Linked DNA regions of Mus musculus: region 2 is linked to region 1. Evidence: chromatin contacts called from public HiChIP or PLAC-seq data. All regions are on one chromosome and are shown on one strand. The core of a region is the stretch at or near the end of the contact, and the rest is flanking DNA. Distances in the headings are between cores, read along the strand shown.

Evidence for each region. HiChIP or PLAC-seq counts read pairs in DNA pulled down with a chosen protein or histone mark.
Region 2: a contact with region 1 is called in an H3K27ac HiChIP or PLAC-seq map of extraembryonic endoderm stem cells. The contact joins two enhancer-like sites. A contact is called at or near these places in 1 of 484 Hi-C or Micro-C datasets (nephron progenitors) and 5 of 115 datasets of contacts at active chromatin or transcription factors (bone marrow-derived macrophages, extraembryonic endoderm stem cells, fibro-adipogenic progenitors and 2 more).

Annotation. Positions count from the first base shown.
Region 1 is chr3:27,648,679-27,655,468 of GRCm38.p6, forward strand. The region is part of intron 1 of Fndc3b (fibronectin type III domain containing 3B); the gene reads right to left. Among named protein-coding and RNA genes, the nearest start is that of Fndc3b, 58 kb to the right of the region's middle. Within about 2 kb of position 4,438, at least 54 of the 459 cell types and tissues checked have an H3K27ac peak or open chromatin away from gene starts, as enhancers often do. A contact at or near this core is called in extraembryonic endoderm stem cells, where this site is marked.
Region 2 is chr3:27,985,508-27,992,297 of GRCm38.p6, forward strand. The region is part of intron 2 of Pld1 (phospholipase D1); the gene reads left to right. Among named protein-coding and RNA genes, the nearest start is that of Pld1, 50 kb to the left of the region's middle. Within about 2 kb of position 2,829, at least 42 of the 459 cell types and tissues checked have an H3K27ac peak or open chromatin away from gene starts, as enhancers often do. A contact at or near this core is called in extraembryonic endoderm stem cells, where this site is marked.

The DNA.
Region 1 (6,790 bases), core at 3,188-5,687:
CTCAGGCCCCCTCACTCAGCTCCCCAACCCCCCGAGGGAGCAATGTGCTGACATGTAGGCCAGGGAGTAAGGGGACAACTAAGAATTCACATGTCTGATGTACATGGATGTGTGTATGCATGCCAAATGTATAGGTCCACATGTCATAAGTGCATGTATGCATGTGTAGGTGTATATGGGGCTATTGATAGAGTCACGGTTTCTTACTAAACTTTTGGCTTGCAAACTGTAGCTAGTCTCTCTAGCCAGTGTATCCCAGGCAGTTATCGTTCCTCTACCTCCCCATCCCATAAATGCACTTTCTAAACCCATGGAACACAGGGAACTAAAAGGAACTTGCAAGTAACCTCAAAGTTGGCGCTCCAAAGTCAATAACGTTAAGTTCCAGTCCACAAATTCCGTAGAGTATCTTTTCCATTAAAAACAGATTAACTAGGCATTATCAGACAAACTAAATACCATGAAAATGCATGCTTGTTCTGTAGTCTAAAGAAGAGATTGCTATGGGCTCACTAGAAAATTCACAGCTTGATTCAGACTTTGTGAAAGATTCCTTCTCTACTGAAAATACCAGTTGAAGCCAAGTGACATCATCGTACGTGCCTGCAATCCCAGCTGCTCAGGAGACCAAGGCAGGTGAACAGTCCACACAGGGGTTCAGCCTTTCAAAAACAAACAAGCAAAACAGTTTCTGATGGTGAGACTAGCACAGGGCAACTTTCTGAAAACTATGAATGTTAAGGTATACCAGAAAAATGTTGTAGCTACCTAACACTTAAGGCTTTTTCTAAGGATTCAGGGAACTGGAAGAAGTGTACATAGAGTCAAGTGACACTTGGAAACTGTGAAATCATCAGACGCTGGGGATAAGGGTTGTGCTGTTGGGGGTGGGGGTGTACTGATGGGGGAGAGCTGATGGAGTGGGGGAGGGCTGTGCTGCTGGGGTGGGGGAGGGCTGTGCTGTTGGAGTTGGGAGGGCTGTGCTGTTGGGGTGGGGGAGGGCTGTGCTGTTGAAGCTTGGAAGGATTGTGGTAGAGAAGTTAGGGAGGCTACTAAGAAATTACTAGGGGGTTAGAGAGGTGGCTCAGCGGTTAAGAGTACTGACTGCTCTTCCAAAGGTCCTGAGTTCAAATCCCGGCAGCCACATGGTGGCTCACAACCACCAGTAATGAGATCTGACACCCTCTTCTGGTGTGTCTGAAGACAACTACAGTGTACTGGCATATAATAATAAATAAATCTTTTAAAAAAAAAGAAATTGCTATACTGGGTATTTTCTTGAGATGACTGAGTTTTTACAAGGGATAGCAAGACTGGCTTCTAAATCACTTCTAAGAGAGAAACAAAACCTGATAAAGCTTAAGTTATGACAGGCGTTTGTGCAGCTGATTTGTGTGTTTACGTTGTATTTGTAGTAAAAATGAAAAAAGAAATCAAAATCTGACATAGAGTTATATGGCGGCGAGTAAAGAAAAGGATGCACACGAGAGCCTCCCGCTCGAGGTGATCACTACTTATACTGCTGTCAGTCACAAGGATTGACAGTTTCCTAAGAGCGCACTTCCTTCCTTCTCTTTATGAGCAAGCCTCAGAAAGAAGCGAGCCTGCAAACCAGCAAGACAGCGGCTGTAAGCAGTCCGCCATAGATGCTCTGTCAAACACCATCTGACACTCCATTTCCATCTTCCCTTTTCTACCTCATCCTGGTTTTCTGTTTGTTTCGTTTCTGGTTTTTGGTTTTTTGAGACAGGGTTTCTCTGTGTAGCTCTAGCTGTCCTGGAACGCACTCTGTAGACCAAGCTGGCTTCAAAGTCACAGAGATGTGCCTGCTTCTGCCTCCTGGGTGCTGAGGTTAAAGGCATGAGCCACCACCAGGCTCAAATACTGGTTTTGAAAAATAATTTCCTGTGACTCCCGATTCGGAACCTAGAAACTCAGAAGCTGCCAACATTGCTATCCGGCCTTTGCAGCAAAGCTAACCTGGGTTTGTTTGTTTGTTTGTTTGTTTATTGGATTTAGTTTTATATATGAGTGTTTTGCTTGAATGTACAACTGTGTACCACATGTATGCTTAGTGCTCGAGGAGGTCAGAAGACGACATCAGGTCCCCTGCAACTGGGTTTTGGATGGTTATGAGCCAACATGTGGTTGCTAGGAATCAAAATGGGATCTTCTGCAAGCACAGGTACTCTTAATCTCTGAGCCATCTCTCCAGTCCCCTAACCAGGGCTTTTAATAAAACAACTATGGAAATAACAACAGAATTCATAGAGGGAAGGTACTAAAACAACACGGAAACACATCAAAGTCTCCATTTAAAATCCTAAGATCTGCTCATGTGCACTCGCGCACACGCACACATGCACACACACACACACACACACACACACACACACTGTTGTCTTGCCCACTTCCTGCATCCTTTCCCAGGAGCACTGCACTGTATCATCACAGTGGCCACCGTGAGCCTGATGCAGGGTCACAGACATTAGACACAAAAGCCCAGGGGTGGTTAGGCGGATTTCCTTACACTAAATCGTTCCTGCACACTTTCTATGGACACGAGGAAGGGTACCTGGCACAGGTAAATCCTCCCCTTGGCTGTTTTAGAAACCAAATTAAATAGTTAGAGGGAAAGGATGTGAAGGAACAGAGGAGGAAGAGTAATGGTTAACTGAGTTTTTGCCGCGCTCCACTGTGAAAACAGCTCAAAAGGGCCAGCTTGGGGGGGGGGGGGGGAGGGTAGAAAGGAGGAGGGAGAATGGAGGGGGAAGGGACCAGATGGGGAGGCTGTCACAACACTCACTACTAGAAAATGAAAGTTTTAATCTGGAGTTTATCAGGAATTGACTCTAAAGTTGAACAATTAATTCTGTGTTTTATAAAGTAGCAGAATTAGAGAAGAGCCCTCACACTCCTTTCTGCTCTTAAGAGATTATGTTTTTAGCACCAATTCCCTGCCCTGCTTACTCACTACAGATTAAACTAAAGCTAGAATCAAACGGGAGCCTGTGACGCCTGAACTGTCTTACTGGTTCGGGAGTGGCTTCGGCCTCCTTATTAAAGGGAGGAAGAACTTCAGTCGAAGGATGAGAACCAAAACACACGGTTGTGCTGGCGGCTGCTGTGTTTTTATGCCAATGAAATCTAATTTTACAGCTGAGTTCTACCCTGTGCAGGAAAGACACTTGCCATGGCTTGCCACCTGAATGAAGGAAAGGGAGGTGATAATTGCTCATGCAGAAAACCCTCTTGAGACATGAGCAGTACCGAGAGGTATGTGCCCAGCTGGTTGGTTGAGGCACGAATAGTCTGGAATTTGCCTTCTTGTCTGATATGTATTCATTAGTGAAGTCAAATCACAGCCGTCTGGAAAAAAAAATCTTAAGCTTAAAAATATTCTGGCTTTTTGCATCCAATTAGAAGCATGGAAGCTCTGACAGAAATCCTGTGAAATAGAGTTCTTTCCATTAAAAATAAAACTATAGCAGAACAAAATGAATGGCAAGCCCCCCGAGAACTCCCATCCTGCTCTCGAGAGAAAGGGAAGGAAACTAACTCATTGGCTGTGCAGGCCTGTCATCGACACTCCACAGATCCATAGGTGTGGGCTGGGGACAGAACCTCGAGTGCTCATGGCCTAGCTCCACACCTGGACACCTGACAGGCCAGGACAGTGGTCACAGACACTTTTCTCCTTGTAACTTGGCTTTGAATATACTTTTAAGTGGCTTTCGTGAAGTCATTCACAGTACAGTCATGGCAGAACACCCAGAGTTACTTAGGGAAAGTACTATTTTCAGGAGAGGAAAAAAGTCCAAATATAAGTTCTCTATGAATATACAGAGGTTTCTTTCATAGCACGCCCCACAGACCAAACTTTTAGAGGAAAAAAAAAAAAAAAAGGAAAAAAGTTACATCACCGTATATACACAATCTCTAGACCCCAAATCCATATCTCAGCTCTGCAAATATTAACCGAGAGAGGAAAGGGGCTTATCTACGGAAAACGTTTACCAAGGGTTGGTTTGTTTAGTTCATTGTTTTTGAATGGTATTTAAGTAAGGCTGCTGACAGAACCAGACACTTTTACTGGAACACTTAGATTCCAGGGCCCTTCATACCACAGTACCTCTGACACCCCGCCTGGACATCCCAAGGATGGCAGCCTAGCATCACAAGAAAACATTCCAGAACGATGAGCCCTGCTCACTTGCAGCCGAGTCAGCTTAGCAGCATATTTTTGCTAAGGATGACTGTAACTGCAAACATGTATTTTCTATAAGTGAGATGTGGAATTTCGTGTATATTTCCTTCTACTCTTTCTCAAGGGACAATATAAGGAAAGTCAGAATCAGTCTGGGCCACCGTGAACGCCTGCTATGGTGGTCGAGTAGGAGTCAGAGACCCTGTGATCCCTTCCAGGCCCAGCGCACGCCCAGGCAGCCTGCAGGCACAGCATGCCTGGCACCCTGGAAGCACTTAGGCAGACCCTGCTGTATTTCAGGTGTCTGAATACTTCTGCACAGGCTCCCTGACTCTCAATCTCTCTGCCTACAGAATAAGTAATTGGTTCTTCAGCACATGACTTCTAGATCATGTCATACAACCAACCTGCATTTTTATATCTCTACTTAGAGATCTAGTATGAATGAAGCTCACATGTAAACTATCTCAACACCTGCCTGGGTACTAACAACTAAGTATAGCACCCTTTAGCGGGGGAGGGAGAAGGCTTTTAAGCATAATCAACAAGTTGCTTTCTGGAAGGGTCTGCAGGAGTTCTGAGCATCATTCACACTAATTCTATCAGGCCTCACGACATTCCTGTGAATGGTCAGCACAACTTCCATGACATCTAAGTCTCTGCCCAGGAGAAGTAGGAAGTGCAGACACCGGCAATGAGCCAGGGCTCCTAGTGAGCTCTCAGAGATCAGGGACTCTCAGCACAGAACAAACCTGGATGAGTGGACAGACGCAAAATGGCCAGGCCAGAGGGTTTGATGGCTAGATGAAATGACCACAAAGACCAAACCCAGAAGAGGTAAATTCTACAGGGACCCTAAGAGTGCCACACCTTGTCTCCCAGGCGTACCCAATCCCTTCTACAATGGCAAAGAGCTTTCAGGCTTCAGTGAAACCTTACCAAGACAGAGACCTCAGAACGTTTTAAGATAGATACCTTGAGGAATGTTAAGTTACTCCATCATCCAATCTCTTAGCCCAGATGGCAAAGACTTAGCACACAGGATGGAGAGGGAACTCCATGGTAAAGGTACCTGCTTTTACTTCAAGCCAATCCCTGCAACCAACATGGGGGAAGGAGAGGGCCAAACCTAACCTTTGTAACATATTCATACTCATACACACACAACCACACACACTGTAACATACATACACACACTCATACACATACAATCACACATTCTGTAACACACACACACACACAAGAAAGTGTAACAAGGCATTTAAAAAAACTTAAGAGCAGGAAAAAAAGGCAGAAATAAAATATAAAGAGCTAAAGTGGCCCCCTGGTGACAGGAGGTGTGTCATCATTAAACACAGAAGCAAAATGACTACAGGAGAGGGCAGCTAGGCAAGTCACAGACTGCTGGGGAGTTTCTCAGAGTGAGCTGTGCTGCAGCAGTTTTTGAGACTGCCGTTTTTAAGGCTTTTTATCTAATACCTAGAAAAACCTTGAACACTTCTTTCTGAAAGAAACAAAGTAACATAGTAACCATGTTCCAAAAGCACTTGGTCAAAAAGGCACTCAAATGCCAGTGAACCTGGCCAAAGATAATCAGACACTGCCTAACAAATACTGCTGTGTGCCAGGCCCTGCTGCGGGAGTCTAAAATAAAGGCACGAGGGTAAACGGCATTACGGTGAAACACTATATGGGATTAGCTAGGCACAAATCCACACTAGACACTTCTGGCAAAACTCTGCACATGTCTGCAGACCTCCACTCTGTCTAAGGCCTTTCATCTATAAGCCCCATTGTCTAAATTTGGCTTCCCAGCTGTGGCTTCTTTCCTATCTTTGAAATCTGACTAGTGTTGAAAAGGTGAATATCTTCAGAACCTGCCCCAGCCTTAAGCTTCGTTTTAAAATAATATTTATTATTTGTAATCATGTGGAGGTGGGCATATATGTGTGCTGGTATGTGCACATGAGTGCTGGTGCCCATGGATTTTGGGTCTTCTGGAATAGGAGGTTGTAAGCCACTCTCCACCTGTGCTGGGACTTGAACTTGGGTCCTCTTCAAGAGCACTGCGTACTCTTGACCACTGAGTCATCTCTCCAGTACCACAGAAAATATTTTTCAGTGGGGCCCAACTTGAGTCCCGCCTGGTAAGTGTATCGCTCATCCATCGTCACTAAAGGTTCTCTTTGCAACAGACAGAAGCTACTGCAGAGAGCCACGCCTGGTCAAAATGGAGTGTCTGTGGAGTGCTCAAACACAGTCGGCCCACGAGCAATGCAAACTCTGCCTCCCTATGCCCCGATAAGCAGACTCACGCTCTCCATTAAAAGCAAAGATCAACATCACCAGTGTCCAGACAACCAATCCCGTGTGCTCGTGCCTAGGTGAGAATGCTTCCTGCTCCACCCTTGCCAGATGCTCACTTAAGCCCGTCTGAAATGTTGCAACAATTTCATTAAGTATTCTCTAGGCATATATATATACACACACACACATACATATATTCAAATAACAAAAAAACCCGTTGTTTTCCTGAGGCTGAAGGAGAACTCTTCAGACAAGAACCTCAAGTCTCAAGCTCAG
Region 2 (6,790 bases), core at 1,579-4,078, 340 kb after region 1:
CCTGTCTCCGCTGAATCTGAAGCTATAAAGTAAAGGCTGTAAGCCATTACAGATTATGACCATGGACTTTACACCCCTAAGATTGGTAGTACAGTTACATTACTGCCCCCACCTCCCCAGATATGCCCTTTAACCTCAAATCTGCCAGGCAGCTTTGCCTTCTCAAAAAGAGACAAAGATTGATCCAGCTTTACTGTACTTTAAGTGTATACCATGTGTACACTCCCACTGCAGACGGCTGTGCTGTTGTCTAATTATTAATTATTAAATGCTTTGGGGAGGCTCAAGAGAGGGTCTCTCTGTGTAGTCCTGGCTATCCTGGAATTCACTATGTAGACCAAGGTGACTTTAAATTCAGGTCCTCCTGCCTCTGCCTCCTGAGTGCTAGGAGTGAAGGTCTGTGGCACCATGTTCACCCAAATGCTATTAATTTAAATCTTTTTTTTTTCAAATTTTTATTAGATATTTTCTTCATTTACATTTCAAATGCTATCCCGAAAGTCCCTTATACCCTCCCCACGCCCTACTCCCCTACCCACCCACTCCCACTTCTTGGCCCTGGTCTTCACCTGTACTGGGGCATATAAAGTTTGCAAGACCAAGAGGCCTTTCTTCCCAATAATGGCCGACTAGGCCATCTTCAGCTACATATGCAGCTAGAGATGTGAGCTCTGGGGGTACTGGTTAGTTCGTATTGTTGTTCCACCTATAGGGTTACAGACATCTTCAGCTCCTTGGATACTTTCTCTAGCTCCTGTGTTCCATCCAATAGATGACTGTGAGCATCCACTTCTGTATTTGCCAGGCACAGGCCTGGCCTCACAAGAGAGAGCTATATCAGGGTCCTTTCAGCAAAATCTTGCTGGCATGTACAATAGTGTCTGGGTTTGGTGGCTGATTATGGGAAGGATCCCCAGGTGGAGTAGTGTCTGGATGGTCCATCCTTTCGTCTTAGCTCCAAACTTTGTCTCTATAATTTCTTCCATAGGTATTTCCCTATTCTAAGGAGGAATGAAGTATCAACACGTTGGTCTTCCTTCTTCTTGATTTTCTTGTGTTTTGCAAATTGTATCGTGGGTATTCTAAGTTTCTTCTAATATCCACTTATCAGTGGGTGCATATCAAGTGACTGCTTTTGTGATTGGGTTACCTCAGTAAGGATGATATCTTCCAGATATATCCATTTGTATGAAGAATTTCATAAATTCGTTGTTTTTAATAGCTGAGTAGTACTCCATTGTGTAAATGTACCACATTTTCTGTATCCATTCCTCTGTTGAGGGACATCTGGGTTCTTTCCAGCTTCTGGCTATTATAAATAAAGCTGCTATGAACATAGTGGAGCATGTGTCCTTATTACAAGTTGGAACATTTTCTGGGTCTATGCCCAGGAGAGGTATTGCTGGATCCTCCGGTAGTACTATGTCTAATTTTCTGAGGAACCGCCAGACTGATTTCCAGAGTGGTTGTACAAGCTTGCAATCCCACCAGCAATGGAGGAGTGTTCCTCTTTCTCCACATCCTCGCCAGCATCTGCTGTCACCTGAATTTTTGATCTTAGCCATTCTGACTAGTGTGAGGTGGAATCTCAGGGTTGTTTTGATTTGCATTTCCCTGATGATTAAGGATGTTGAACATTTTTTCAGGTGCTTCTCAGCCCTTCAGTATTCCTCAGTTAAGCATTCTTTGTTTAGCTCTGTACCCCATTTTTGTAATGGAGTTATTTGAATTTCTGGAGTTCAGCTTCTTGAGATCTTTGTATATATTGGATATTAGTCCCCTATCAGATTTAGGATTGGTAAAAATCCTTTCCCAATCTGTTGGTGGCCTTTTTGTTTTATTGACAGTGTCTTTTGCCTTACAGAATTTTTTAAATGAGGTCCCATTTGTCTATTCTTTGCAATTTTATGAGGTCCCATTTGTCTATTCTTGATCTTAAAGCACAAGCCATTGCTGTTCTGTTCAGGAATTTTTCCCCGGTGTGCCCATATTAATTTAAATCTTAAAGGGGATCATTGATAGCTGGTGGTTTTAAAGAAAAATATAAAAGCTATTTTACTCACTGATTGCTTATCTGTGCTGAGTGAAATATGGATAAAATCTGTATGAAGTCACACAGTTTATGTGTCCTGGCCAAATCATCTTGTTCGAATGTGCCTGGAGATTTTTATTTTTCCACCTGGCAATGACACACAGTGACAACATATCTCTGGTTGAAATAGAAATAAACAAACTGACAAAGAGTGCTATAACTGGGAAACCATCTCCAAGTCAGAGATCTAGGGGCTTTCCAAGAGCACATACACACAAGAAATATATTTTCTCTAATCATAAGGCCTATGGAGGCTATGAAGAAGGGTGCTTGATTTCTAAAACCCAGGGCTAGACTACGTGAGCCAACTAGACTTCCACCTTACGACAGTCAGGCAGTTCTCATTGTCCTGACAGACTGGTCGAGCACACCCTGCATTACGACTCCTTTGGCTCACATTAAGCAGCTAGCAGCACTTGGCTGGCTCTATGCCACCATATCTCAAACTGAGCTCTGAGCTGGTTAACTTTTTATCCCACATTGGCTTTTCATTCAAGGCACTGGAGATACCCCATGCCCATCAGGCAGTTTATGCCCCATCTGAGGACCCGGCAGCATGCCATGCCAGTTTTTCTCTTAGAGTGAATCTGAGACAAAGTTAGGGACAGCCCTTGGGCAAATGGAACACCTGGCCATGGCACACATCTAGAACCAAATCGTCCCAGAACACAAGACTGAGGGGGAGGACATGAACAGCCAAGAGCAGCTGTGCTGTTAGAGGTGCATGTCTGCCCGCACATCTCCAGTTAATCAGTGAATTCCATTCATACCTCAGATCGCTCTCCTCCCCATAGTCTTTGCTGTACAAAGTCTGGGAGGCTCTTGAGCCACAGTGTGGGATCCTGACAGACTTTATTTAGGGGACATTAGTAAGTTCTGCATTCTCTGCCTTTACCATCCTTAACCTCATGGGTTTTTTTTTTTTTTACCTTAGCCTTGCTTACTCAAGACACTGGCATGCATAGGTCTTGTGTTCATACATCAAACAGCAAGGGACAGGATAATCCCATCCATCCTGGGAATTCACTGTTTTCAGAATGACAATAAGAACTATCTTCTATCTTCCCAGGATTGCAGAAACTGAGAGAGTATTCTCCCACAGTTTATCAAATCACACACCTTTACTGGTTCTGAAGAACCCAAAGGAAGTTTGAGCTGATGTGTCCTGGAGTGGTACAGGGAGTGGTCACAATAGGAGCAGTGATGTACTGGTCATAGCAGTAATAACTGCCACTCAACAGATTTCCTGGTATGGCTACTCTTCTGAGTCTTTTATTCCATCCTCTTAGCTACCCCTAAAAGCTTGGCTGTGTTAATTATACGTGTTTTACAGCTAGCAACTACCCTAGAGAGTCCAGTAAGGCCAAATCAGCCACAGGATTGTGTCTTAGAGGAAGTTCAGTGCTGGAGAAGACAGGTATGATTGCTTTCTTAGGAAATGTCCCTGGTGTTCATTATACTAGTGACAAAAAAATCATATTAGTGCTGACATCTGTGCTGATATTCCCATCAAAGGTGTGCCTGTTAGTTAACCCCTGTCATTCAGGAAGGTGTGCCCTTCCTGTCCTTCCTCCACCTAGACATGTGTGAGCTTGTGCTCTGCTTTCCAACCAAAGTAGAGAGGTTGTCTGTGGCTAGTCAGTAATACCCGTGATGGGCTGGGGAGATGGCTCAGTTAGTGAACTAGCTGTTCACGAATACGAGGATCTTAGCAGTCATGTAGAGGAGAAAGAAATAATAAAAAAAGCTAGCCACAACCATACTCACCTGTGATCCCAGCACTGGGCTAGTAGACACAAGAGGATCCCTTGGGCTTGCTGGCCAGCCAGCATAGCTGAATCAGTTGAGAAAGATCCTGTATCCAAAATAAAATGGAGAGCGATGGAGGGGGACCCCTGACTTCAACCTCTGGTCTCCATAAGCTTGCACTTACATGTGTGCATGCATCCGTACCTCACACCACCCTCCCCAACACTCCCTACGAAAGCCTGGAGGTGGCCAGTTTGTGTGGATGGATAGAAAGCTTAGCAAATTGCACACTGTCTTAAAGCTAGTTTGGGGGATTTTCTAGACTTTCCAAGTCTAAAATTATCAAACCACTCAGCTAGGGAACTTGTTATTGTTTAGCTTTCGGCCCTCTTCATTCCTGCCCAGCATGACTTCCTGTTGATGAACAAAGCTTGGGTTATTCTGTCAATCCTCAGGGCTTTCTGAAGCTATGCATCCTGAAGTTTACTTAAAAATGTAAATACTCATTTAAAAAATGGAACATGAACAAATTATGCTCAATTTAGCAAAAACATAGAAGTTGGCAAAAAACATTTAGAAGGTTGATTGATTTATAGCAGTATAGCTCATGTAGAGTAGGGACTAGTTTTGCTTGTGTATCGCGCCCCCGCCCTTACCCGTCTCTGCTCACATGTATGTGGTGTGTGTGTGTGTGTGTGTGTGTGTAACCAGGTCTCATGTATCTCAGATTGGCTTCAAACTCAATATGTAGCCTTCAATGGTCTTGAACTTGTGATCCCCTTACCTCTATGTCCTAAATGCTACAAGTTCGGATTTGTGCTACCACACGTAAATTATACAGTGCTGGGTCTGAACACAGGGCTTTGTAAGGATTAAACAAGCTCTCTACCAGCTGAGTGCCCATTCTCAGCCATAGGTATGATTTCAGTAATCTCAAATTTTTAATCTAAAGTTTTTCTTCCTTCCTCTTTATTTTTATTTCTCTGCGATAGGATCTCTCTGGGTAACCTCATCTATCCTGAGACTTCTGTGTAGAGCTGGCTAGCCTCTAACTCACAGAGATCTACCTTCGTTGGCCTCACAACCGCTAGGATTAGAGGCATATGCCATCATGCCTGGGTACCTTTTTCTTTAATAGGGATTTATTATTATTATTAGGAGTAGTATTTGTGTGTATTCAGTGCAGCTGTCTGTGTGGCATGTGTGGGGTCCAGAGGGTGTCTGTCATAGGGATGTCTTCTTCAATTGCTTCTCCAACCTAGGTTTTCCGAGTGTGAGTCTAGCCTCACTGAACCATGCGCTCACTACTGTAGGTTGGACTATGAGCCCCCTAAGAGCCAGTATCTCTGCCCTGTGTGTGTTGGGGGGGGGGTGCGAGGTAAAGGTTCATGCCACCATATGATGGTGTGTGTGTGTGTGTGTGTGTGTGTGTGTGTGTGTAGAGGTAAAGGTTTGTGCCACCATACCGGGCTGTCACACAGGTACTGCGGATCCAGACTTGGGTCTTCATGCTCGCCCAGTTAGCACTATCCACTCAGTCATCTTCCCAGCCCAAGGCTTTATTATGTTTTTTTTTAATCATACAAATCAACACTGATCAAGGTTAAGAGGTGAGAATTAAGGCAAGATGACTTTGTATACTTGATGACATCACCTTAATAATTGAAACATCAGCATAGGAGAGGCCCTTGGATGTGTTCTTCACATACGCAGTGCTTTGGTGACAGTTGTTTAGTCTGACAGCTTTGATGATGTGCAGAAAGAGTGTGCCAGCATCCTGAGGCATCCTCAGAGAAGATGAGATGATGAAGATGGGAGAAACCTGGGAATGAACAGCTTTCTTTTTCCATGTTCTCATTTAATACACTCAACATGTCACTGAAGCTGTAAGCTCTCAAGTCCACAGGTTCTGGAGACCCCATGGGAGCTTGTAGAGTTTCTGCAATTTCCCTATTGCTTCTATTTTTTGCTATATCCCCTCTGTCCAATTTAGCACATTCCTGTGACATATAATGTAATGCATGAAGCAACATTTCCATTTGTTCTAGGTTGGGAAAATTAAGTAAATTACCCAACTTTTACTGAATGGTATTAAAGGCAGGCCACTGCTTCCAAGGAAAACCAAACGGCCTCCAAGCCTTGCCGTGGTTCTCATGATAGTTGTTTGAACATTTTGTTCTTGGTACCACACATCTGGTTCCCATGTTTATTCTGGAAGAGTACAGTCACATGGGGGTGACTAAAGGATACTTGATCCTGAATCTTGGATGTTATTTTATTGTTGTTGTTTTAATTTTCTTGAGAGAGGGTTTCATGGAGCCCAGGCTGGCCTTAAACTCCTGGTCTTCTTGCCTCCCCTTCCCTCCCAAGGGCTGGTCTCACAGGTGTGCACCAGCATGCCTAGTTTGTAAATTATTATTTTTATTTATTTGTATGTATATGTATGTTTCGTGTGTGTGTGTGTGTGAATGTGAATGCCACATGACATGGCATTCACATGTCATGAGACATGTGACACACATGTGTGTAGAGGTCAGAGAGCAAAGTTTGTAGGAGCTTCTTAGGGACTGAACTCTGGCTCTAAGACTTAGCAGCAGGCACCTTAGAACCTGCTGAGCCATCTATCTCCCTGACCCCGGATATTGTGTCTGGACATCCATCTTGATATTATATAATTGATATGTGACGAAGCTGACCCCTTTAGATCTGTAGTTCCGTGGTGTTCAGCAAAAAGTTACGTGGACATCACAATAACCCACTTTAAAAATATTTTCATCACTCTCTGAGACCTTCAACTTCATTTCTGTAGGCATCCCTTGTTCTCCCTTCTGCTTGGCTGGGTCTGCCCATACTGAACATCTTATCTGGTGGAGTCAGTAGATGAGACTACTGGAAATTTTAGTTTCATGCTCAAAGGTGCATCAGGGACACACCCTGGTTACTGCACAG